Linked DNA regions of Hordeum vulgare: region 1 is linked to region 2. Evidence: chromatin contacts called from public Hi-C data. All regions are on one chromosome and are shown on one strand. Each heading gives the region's core, a stretch centred on a gene start, on an enhancer-like site or on the middle of the called end of the contact. The rest is flanking DNA. Distances are from core to core; before and after follow the strand shown. Region 1 holds the start of LOC123401245 (protein KINESIN LIGHT CHAIN-RELATED 2-like). Region 2 holds the start of LOC123401730.

What was found. A called contact is a pair of places that touch in the nucleus more often than the background predicts.
Region 1: a contact with region 2 is called in a Hi-C map of leaf, with 3 times the contacts expected there. The contact joins the promoter of LOC123401245 here to the promoter of LOC123401730 in region 2. A contact is called at or near these places in 1 of 6 Hi-C or Micro-C datasets (leaf) and 1 of 1 datasets of contacts at active chromatin or transcription factors (embryo).

The regions. Positions count from the first base shown.
Region 1 is chr6H:466,058,149-466,063,024 of MorexV3_pseudomolecules_assembly, forward strand. LOC123401245 (protein KINESIN LIGHT CHAIN-RELATED 2-like) reads right to left here and starts at 3,303. Exons shown (of 3, transcript XM_045094995.1): 1 at 3,008-3,303; 2 at 779-2,777. The coding sequence starts at 2,691.
Region 2 is chr6H:465,499,777-465,504,337 of MorexV3_pseudomolecules_assembly, forward strand. LOC123401730 reads left to right here and starts at 1,579. Exons shown (of 1, transcript XM_045095585.1): 1 at 1,579-2,738. The coding sequence starts at 1,927. The coding sequence ends at 2,478. It overlaps LOC123401731 (universal stress protein A-like protein), which reads right to left. Exons shown (of 4, transcript XM_045095586.1): 4 at 2,502-2,852. The coding sequence ends at 2,744.

The DNA of each region.
Region 1 (4,876 bases), core at 2,053-4,552, 560 kb after region 2:
AATCCCAGATTTGGTTTCAAGAGTAGCTGAGATAGCATGTTGCTTCAGAAACCTGATCTGGCCAGCTAGACTGGAGTACAACTGGCTACTCTTAGTTCAGAACTCGCATCATGATTAGGAAGAATATTACAGAAAAGCTGGCAGTCACACAGGTCTAATAAAGTGGCATGAAGTTTCCACACGGAGAGAAAAAAAGCAGATGGAAAAGATAAAGCAAGAGGATAAGCACTGTGATCTTTCTTTTACTGAACAGCCAGCGACAAGCAACTAAAGATGGTTTTATGATGGTCGTACTTCAATTAAGTAGGCCCAACTTTATCCCAATCAGCATCTGCCCAATTCAATTTGGGCTGCATAAAGCTGCATAAAGAGACTAATCATGTGCCAAGCTGGAAGATGCTAAACAATAACAAAGGCTTGGCTGTTGCCATTTATAAGAGCACTTTATGGCTTTACTCATATCCTGTACTATATGCAGGACATCTGAGGGCTAACATGGGAACAGATAATCAACGGCCTAGTTGAGACTTGGGAGTAACCAAATGGATCCGCATATTAACTTAGCGATGGATCATGGATAATAAGAAACACGAGGTGCGCAAGCACTTCACTTCTACGAAATTTCACATATAGGTTATGCAGGCTTAGATGGATGGCAATAATGAGAAGTCAAACAAACATATTAGCAAGATGGAAATTAACTGTTAAATGTTCAAAGACACATTTGTATGGTCTATTTTTGCAAACAACTTGACAAGGAAATCAATACGGAGCTTACCTTCCCATTGCATCATAAGTTCCAGCAAGATTGCTGTATACTCCTAGAGTATCTGCATGATATGGCCCGTATTCTTGCTCCAGAACGGTTCTAGCTTCCTCGAAGAGTTCTGCAGCTTCATTTATGGAGTATCTTTGAACACACGCCAGCCCCATCTGGTTCAGGGCAATACCGAAGAAGGCGGACTTTTTCTCACCACATGTGCGGAGCTTTGTAATCGCACTCTTGAAGGAGTCATATGCATCGCCATAATTCCCGGAGATGTAGTGCAAGACACCAATCTGAGCTTCAATTCCAGCGATTGTGCTCTGTTGGCCAGCAGAATTATTGTACATTTTCAAGGCCTTCTGGAGTAACTTCAGTGCTTGGTCATGCTCATTCATGGTCTCATATATGGCAGAAACATCAGTTAAACCAGTGGCAATTTCTTCAAGAGACGTGCCTGGAATAGGTTTCTGATAAATTTTGAGAGCATTCTCACAGTATGATTTTGATTCCCTCAGCTTCCCTGTTTTGTTGTATAGATCTGCAAGCCGCAGAAAAACAGAAGCCACGGTGGCATGATTCTCCCCTTTGCTAGTCTTGAATACTGTAAGAGCTTTCTGGTAAGCACATACAGCCTCGTCATATCGACCCAATGAGAGATAAATGTCACCAATGCTGCAATCCACTGAGGCCACCTCAGTCTCCTGGCCATTGGCGACCATGGCCATGCTCGCCATCACTAGATGTTCTAACGCAGCTTCATGGTCACCCTTAGTGTCACAAATAAGACCCATTAGCCTCCTATCAGCCGTTTCTTCAAGTGATGCTGGCTGGCCATTATCCCTATGAATGTCAAGAGCCATCTGGCACAATTTTTGTGCTTCATCTAATTGTAGTGCCTGCACATGAGCCTCGGCCAAGTACCGGCAAGTCTCTCCAACCCTTGGATCCTGCTCCCCCAATGTCTGCTTCTGGATATCAAGCCCTTTGGCATACCATTGCAGTGAGAGGGCAATCTGGCCTAGCATCCCATAGGTGTCCCCCAATTGCATGCAACCAGAAAACTTGGCAAGTGCGTGCTCCTGACCTTCCTCGGTCACAGGAATCTCGAGGGATCGTTGTAGCACAGGTACAGCCTCTTCGTACTTTCCCATGTTGCAGTGGATTGCAGCCACAACATGCAAACTCATGACCAAGTTCAAGCTTGGCTTTCCACCTGCACATTTCTCAAATGACTTGGTGGCACGGAGAGCATATTTCAGCGCTCGCCGTGGATTATCAGAGGCAATCAAGTCTCTTGCATGCTTAAGAAGAAATGGACCAAGGTCTGGGTTATCGAGCCCAGCATCTTCTGTTCCATTCTGTGATTTGGCATTAGCTTTCCGGCGACGGCCAACTCGGCTTCCGGGCTTGCTGACCTCACTCTCACCTTCCTCGGGGGATGCTTTGCCATTGGGGCCAACAGAAGCATCCGATTCAAGCTGTGATTTTGCAGCCTTCTTCTTGGATGAATTGGAAGACTGAGGCCTGGCAGGGGTCCCATTGCCAGCAGTAGGTGCTGCATTTGTAACACTTCCACTCCCCTTCTCCTTCTCCTCCTCCTCCTCAATGACCTTCATGGCCTCCATCTCCCCAGCAACAAGGTGGCGAAGCTCCGAGTCAATCCTTGATTCCTCCCCATCCGACCCAAAGCTCTCGCGTGATGGGGATCCGCCACCCTCACTTGAGCTCTCCATCTCGCACACATTGTTGTAGAGTTGCTCAATCGAGGGTTCCCCGGCACCAGAATCCTCAACGTGCATCTCAAGTGCCTCACTCTGCATGCTTGGCGCCATGGTTGGGGCCGTCAAATTCTCCTTGTTTTGAGAGGAACTCACCTCATGCTGAATCTCCTCTGTAACAACTCCATCCACTATGATTCCTGGCATCTTCGGGGGCAATCAGGCAAAAAATTCTTCTCACCCTTTGTTCGGAAGAGGAGAGCCGGATGAAATTGGAAGGCTCTCCGCAACACCTTGAAAGAAACAGAATACAATCAATAAATTGAGGTAAACAAGATGTAAGTGATACAAAATCAAAACCATCACGGATCAATTTATGAGAGCTCCAATTTTCGGCTAGCTCGGAAGCTGTTAATAAATGCCGGATTAACGGGCCGAGTTAACTGCGGGGAGGGGCGGATCTAGAAAATCTGCGGATGCTAGTTTGGGTTTTGGGAATCTCCGGACGGCCACGAGCTCATACCTCAAGAACCAACGCCCGAGATCGCTGACGGGGTGGAGACAGCAGGGACGGGACGTCGCGATGAGGCGCGGCGACGGCAGCGACGGCGGAGAGGCTGGGGGGTCGAGGCGTCAGCGATGGCGCGGAGCTACCGCGCGGCGGCAGCTCTAGGGAGGGAGCAGCGGTGGTGGAGTGGAGGAGAGATTTTAGAGCTGCATTGGGTGTGGGATTGGAGCTTGTGTAGGTCAGAGCACCATGAAATAGGTGGGGGAGGAAGAGGAAAGGCACGGGATGGTGGAGAGCAAATGTCGCTGTGGGGAAGAGAAGATGGATTTTGACCGGGAAGGGGAGAGTAAAGATTTTAGTATTTACAAAGTACTAGCCATTGTGATGAGGCCCATGGAGGGTTTTTTTCCTTTGGATTTTATTTACAAAGTACTTCCTTTCCACTACTTGCAAAATTCGGAAGAAGAAAAATAAAATACTCCTTTTCTAAAATTATACTCCCTCTATATCTAAATAATTGTAATTGAAAAAAACTAGACTAGTTCTTTTCAACTACAATTATTTGGATAAGTACTAAACCAGCGTCAATAAATATTGTTCAGGAGGAGTATATAATTTTATTTAAAATCATAACCATAATTTACTTCCTGATCTACCACTTGATGCATCATACGGCACCCATAACGGGTATCAATATGGCAGGCTGACATTTTAACATTTGAGGCATCTTGTCGATGGCGTGTATGCATTTTTATGTTGCCGTAGTTGCCTACAGATTTTACATTGACATACATAATTTTTTTGGATTGCACATTCTTTTTGTTAAGCGTAGATAGAATAAGATATGCGTTGAGAATCTAGCTGTGATGGATAAGTTTATTCTCTTGGGTTAAACTTCTCACCATTTCTAGTATCATCTTAAGCATGTTGTATGGTCGCTTGCAACAATCAATGCAGATGTAGGACCCCTCTTCTATCGGAAAATAAGTTATTGGAGTGAGCTATGATAGTTGAATAGAGCTAAATGGGTTCCCAACCAACGAGGTATCATTATTGTTAGTGAAACCATTGCTGCTAGCTCTTTTGAGGATACCTTGGACAAAACAACTGCGATGCATAGATTCGACGAGCGTTCATCATTGTTGTTTTTAGTGTCGAAGCTCCATGTCATCGATAAAAACTTGTAAAAGTAAGGATTAGGGATTAATTTGGTTCCGTTCTACTATTAATCTATTATGATGTGTCAACATTCTTTTTTTATTGTCGTGCTGAGTCTAACTAGTGAACATTGCAGCCTCTAACAAGATACTTCCTCTGTTTCATAATATTAACGTAAAAAAATATTTTTATATTATGCGACGGAGGAAGTACGTCGTTGTGGCGTCATATCATTTCTTGTGAGACTAGACGTTTCATCTACTGGTGAAAATATCCATGGACAAGATATCCATCGCGTTATAAGTTTAGCCGTCGTTTTCAGTGTGATTAAAAGAAGACAGTACTCCAAGATTTTTCAAATATCTTTCGGGAAACCTTTACTTTTTGAATTACACGTTGTGCTATGTACAGCATTTTGGCCACCATATGATTGCAGCATGTCCCCGAGAGGTGCCGTTGCTGTTGCAGCGGGACGGGAGGAAAGGTCGCTGGTCTTGTGCTGTTGCTTGGTTGTTAGCGGAAAGAAACGGGCGAGATGACAGAGTGGAGGATCGGGTGGCAGGAAAGCGACGGCAGGGCGGAAACAAAACATAGACAACGGATTCGTCGCTCGCTTGCTTAAGGGGTCGGCCAGACTTGCTCGTCACCGGCCGGCGGCCGGCCAGCCACTTGGTGGCGCTGCTGGCTTTATTTGGCCGGACGGATGGATGGATGGGTTCCTCTGAA
Region 2 (4,561 bases), core at 329-2,828:
TATCATATCATAATATTATATCATATTAAATGATGTGTCGTGCATGATAATAAATGAACTATCATATAATATTAACTTATGATACTATGCATTACAGATATAATACTCTTGTTAAAATTATATGATATTTTCAAGGAATTTTGATGTAATTTTTATTATGTTTGAGATGCTTTATATTTCGGGTGAACTTTTATAATATAATAGATCTGATCATTTTCGCCAAAAACAAACTGCTCGGACATAAGAGCAATTTCAACGGGACGATCCATTTCATCCGTCGTCGCCCGTTTGGGTCCGTGCGCACAAAAGTTGGCCCAACGCGCCGACCCAAACGGACGCGCGTATGCTTTTTGTCCGTCTTCCGATCCATTCCCGGTTCATTTTTGAACCTGATTTGCGTCGGTGCGGATATGAAGTTGACGGGCGAGGCGCCCGCCCACTTCCCTCCCTGGCCCATAAGTCGGCGGCAAAGCGACCATTTTTCCCTTAATTTCCCCCAAACCCTCCCGCTCGCCCCCGCGCCCGCTCCCATCGTCATGAACGACGTCCTCGAGGCCGCCGCCGCCATCGCCTCCATGGCCTCGCCCGTCGCCGCCGCCGAAGCCAGAGGCAAGGCCCGCACCCCCCGCAAGGTCGTCGCGTCGCCCAAGAGGAAGGAAAAAAGAGTTGACCCCCGAGGAGCGTGCCATGGTGTCGACCAAGAAGAAGGGCCGGAGGCACGTGCAAGATGCAAGGGGCAAAGGCAGCTGCCGCCGTCGCCATCGCCGCCGCCGTGCAACACGAAGACACCAATGCCCGGATGAAGGCGGCCTTGTTGTACATATGGGTAAACCCTAGCCGATGGGTGCAAAGCCGATAACCGACCCAAACGAATAAAAAACAGATAAAATTATCGTCCGTTTGGATCGACGTGTTGAAGTTGCTCAGGCTTTACATTAGGCCGTCCAGTTCTCCTGTTCCATACAGGATGGGAATTATCGGCCTCCAAAAAGGGTTATGTATTTCCAGTCGTTGAGCGGTGCATGCTTCTCGTGGTTCAATCAGTAGAATGTATCTGCTCGAGTGACAAGGACGTCCACGTTGCTACGTACATAGGCAAAATTATTGTGCCTCCTACACGCTGCCAAAATACCATCCGTAGCCTACACGGAGGATGTCTACCACTAGACCGTATTCGAACAAATATCATGGAACAGGAAAACCAAACCCTAGGCCTAGCATGTCACCTCATGGAATTCGATTATATGCGAGGCGTTTTTAGATCGGCATGCCCAAGAAAGGTGATAGTCAAGCGGAAGCAGTAGGCGCTCATTCCTCTGCGCCCCCACAATCTGCTAAAGCGGAGGGGGAAAGCAATCAAAGAAGCCAAAGCGATGTGATGTCCCCGCCCTGCCCTGCTCCTGCTCGCCGCTGCTCTCTGCTACGGTTGCTTTGATCCAATGCAACGTCCAAAAGCAAAAGCAGAGAGCCAGCAGCACAGTAGAGATAGTACTACATACAGTGAGAGTGTGAGGGCAAGGCCAACCGGGCAGAGAGAGGCTCTGCATGCATGCATGCATGCCGAGGGAGGGAGACGTTATGCCAAGCCCGCGCATTGAACTGCTCCAAAGCAGGCGCCTTTCTCGCGGTCCGATGCGTTCAAAGATCTCTGCGGCGAGCGAGAGACGGAGGAAGAAAAGGAAAAAGAATGAGTGAAAAGATGGGCGATGCAACATCATCATACCAGCGCTTGGAGTGCTAGAGCGAAAAGGAATTTTGTTCAATTCAAACCCCGGGCCTCTGCCTCTGCCTCTGCCTCGCACCCCTCCATCATAAAAGGACCACACCGCTGCACCCTCTGCACCCACGAAGCCAGCGACGCTCCATCGCAAGCCATACTCTTCCATTTCCTCGAGTAGTTTTCCAGAGCCGAGAGGAGAGGAGAAGATGGCTTCCATGACCCAGGCCATGCCGTACTACCCCGCCACCGACCCCATCATGCACGCGCGGCCGGCCGCCACGTCGAGGGGCTCCTTCGCGCCGGTGTTCACCGTGCTGGGCGTCATCTCCTTCCTCGCCGTGGTCGCCTGCGTCGCGGGGCGGCTGTGCGGCCGCCGGCTCTCCAAGAAGAAGGCCTACGCCGACCAGCACTACTACGGCACCAACGCGGTCGGCGGCGACCTGGAGAAGGGCTTCGAGGTCAAGTACCCGCCGATGAAGCCCATGCCCAGCTCCCGCGCGGTGATCCACGACATGGACGATGGCTTCGAGATCAAGTTCGCGCCGGGGAAACCCGCCGCGTGGAAGACCGACGCCAAGGCCGACAGCAGAGGCCGCCACCACCACCAGCAGCAGCACCACCACCATCCCCAGGTCGGCGGCATGCCCAAGGAGTACGCCGGTTTCAGGTACCCCGCGGGCGCGGCTGCCAACGGCGCTGTCAGGCAAGGGCAGCAAGTAAGGGGCGGAACGTTCGTCTCTGCAAAGCCCGGTTCATGATCATCACATCACATCACAGTAGCTTAGGTTCATCACAACTTGATGTATCTCATCATATGATAAGAGTGTCTTGTCTTGTACTCTTGTCTGTCTACTAGGCATCCATGATCCATCCGCGATAATAGCGGCGTTTTCGTTCTTCACTCTAGTTTTGGGGCGCGCTCTGCAAGGTTTGTACTACTAGTTCCCAGCCACTCCCAGATTTTATTCTGTAAGTACATTAGACCCATCAAGCAGTGAAGAACATCCCATTCTCACGAGAGCATCAGTCGTCGATGGGGTCCTGGGGAGTCTCATTGGCCTTGCGCTTGATGGTGATGACGGGGCATTCAGCATGCTTGACGCAGTACTCGCTCACCGCGCCCAAGAAAACCCTGCAACGGAAAACACCAACCGTTTAGTTCAAGCGAAAAATTCGACCTTGCTTTACCCGCAAGAATGGACCACACTAGATAGTTCAGTAATGTGCACTTTGTCAGAAGAAGAATCTAAGCTGAATATTAAAATACTGTGGTCACATAGGAAGGAACAAAACGAATGTACCTGAAAACATAAAAAGGAAACCTTATGTATGGTTGCATCATAAGGATGCGTTCCCAGACTATGATAGAATGCATCTGGATTTGAAAAATATTATGGGAAGATAAAACCCTCACACCGTCTCTTATTCTGGAAAGATAAAATTAGGTTGTGGAAAATTTGCATTGGTCACAGCTATCGGCTATGGGTGCAAACATAGCCATATGACATCTGTCCATGTGAAAACTTCACCATTTCTGGAAACTAAAAAAATAAGTATAACAATGTAAAAATGCCCTTTGCATCAGTGCTATAAAGTGTTGCAGAGATGTAATGTATAGCAGAATTACATCCCATCGTAATTATATCTCTTAAATTGGTAGAAAACAGTGAGTTGGCAAGATTTGTAATCAAATTACATAACCCTGAATAGCAGCCAACCAGCTCAATGACATACCAGGGCAATAGCATACACGTACATGTGTACCGCATTACTAGTTCTACACAGATAGACCACTTACATCATAGGCAGGGGTATGATTAATTTCTTTTGAGGAGGGGGTACGATTAGTTCTGTACGAACAGGACGTTAAATCATCGAGTCTTTTTAGTAGTGGCACGTTCTCCTAGAGTAATACTTAAAAAGTGATTATCAGTAGGCTTTTTTCACAATAGCTAGGCACGCTTCTACTGTTGCTTGATTTACAAGGCAGCATCTTGTCTAGGGAGCACGAATGTCGAAATCCCTCTTAATGCGCAGGCATGCGCACAAAGTGGTAAAGAACTTACAGCCTGCATCTATGCACTCTGAAATTTCAGTACTTGACAGTATTTAGCACCAACACAAATCAGAGGGAATGGCAGGATCCGACTGTACCAACGGGAAAGGCCACAACTTAAATCTAGACATGTAGGACTTCATTAGAAGGTGCAAGGGCATAACAATGCACTATGTATTTTCTGATCATCTAGTCCATCTAAGGTTACTTTTTTACTATTACAAATATGAAAGGAATAAGATACTTTTTTTTTCTAAGAAAAGCATGTCATGATGACAAATTGGGAAGGAGGTTTGGTATGCCAAATACAGAGGATAAAATGCAGACAACTTATTCGAAAGAGACCTATGTACAGAGTTCAACAGTATCAAATTTATTGTGGTACGTTCAGATTTGAGTTCAAGGTTAGCAAATCAAGCATGGCATCCATATTCTAATGTTTTTATCCACAATAATATTTCACAGGTTAAGTTAGATGGGTGATCAGCACAAATTTGAGGACGACAAAAAACTGTTGGCTATTTTCCCATGATCTGTTAAGACATAGCTGTGGGTTATCCAACAGATCTAATTCAAAGCGCCTCTATTCAATCCTCATCTTAGAGATCTCCATCATAACTATATAACCAGAAGTCCAAAATTGACAAGATCAAGATGCAAGAACTGATGTTCTATACTTGCATCTGAAAATACAACGCTTATCGCAAATACTGTAAACATTTGATAAAAGAAATAAAGTTGTTCTGGTACAATCATCTATTCATCTAACAAGCATGAAAATTAGC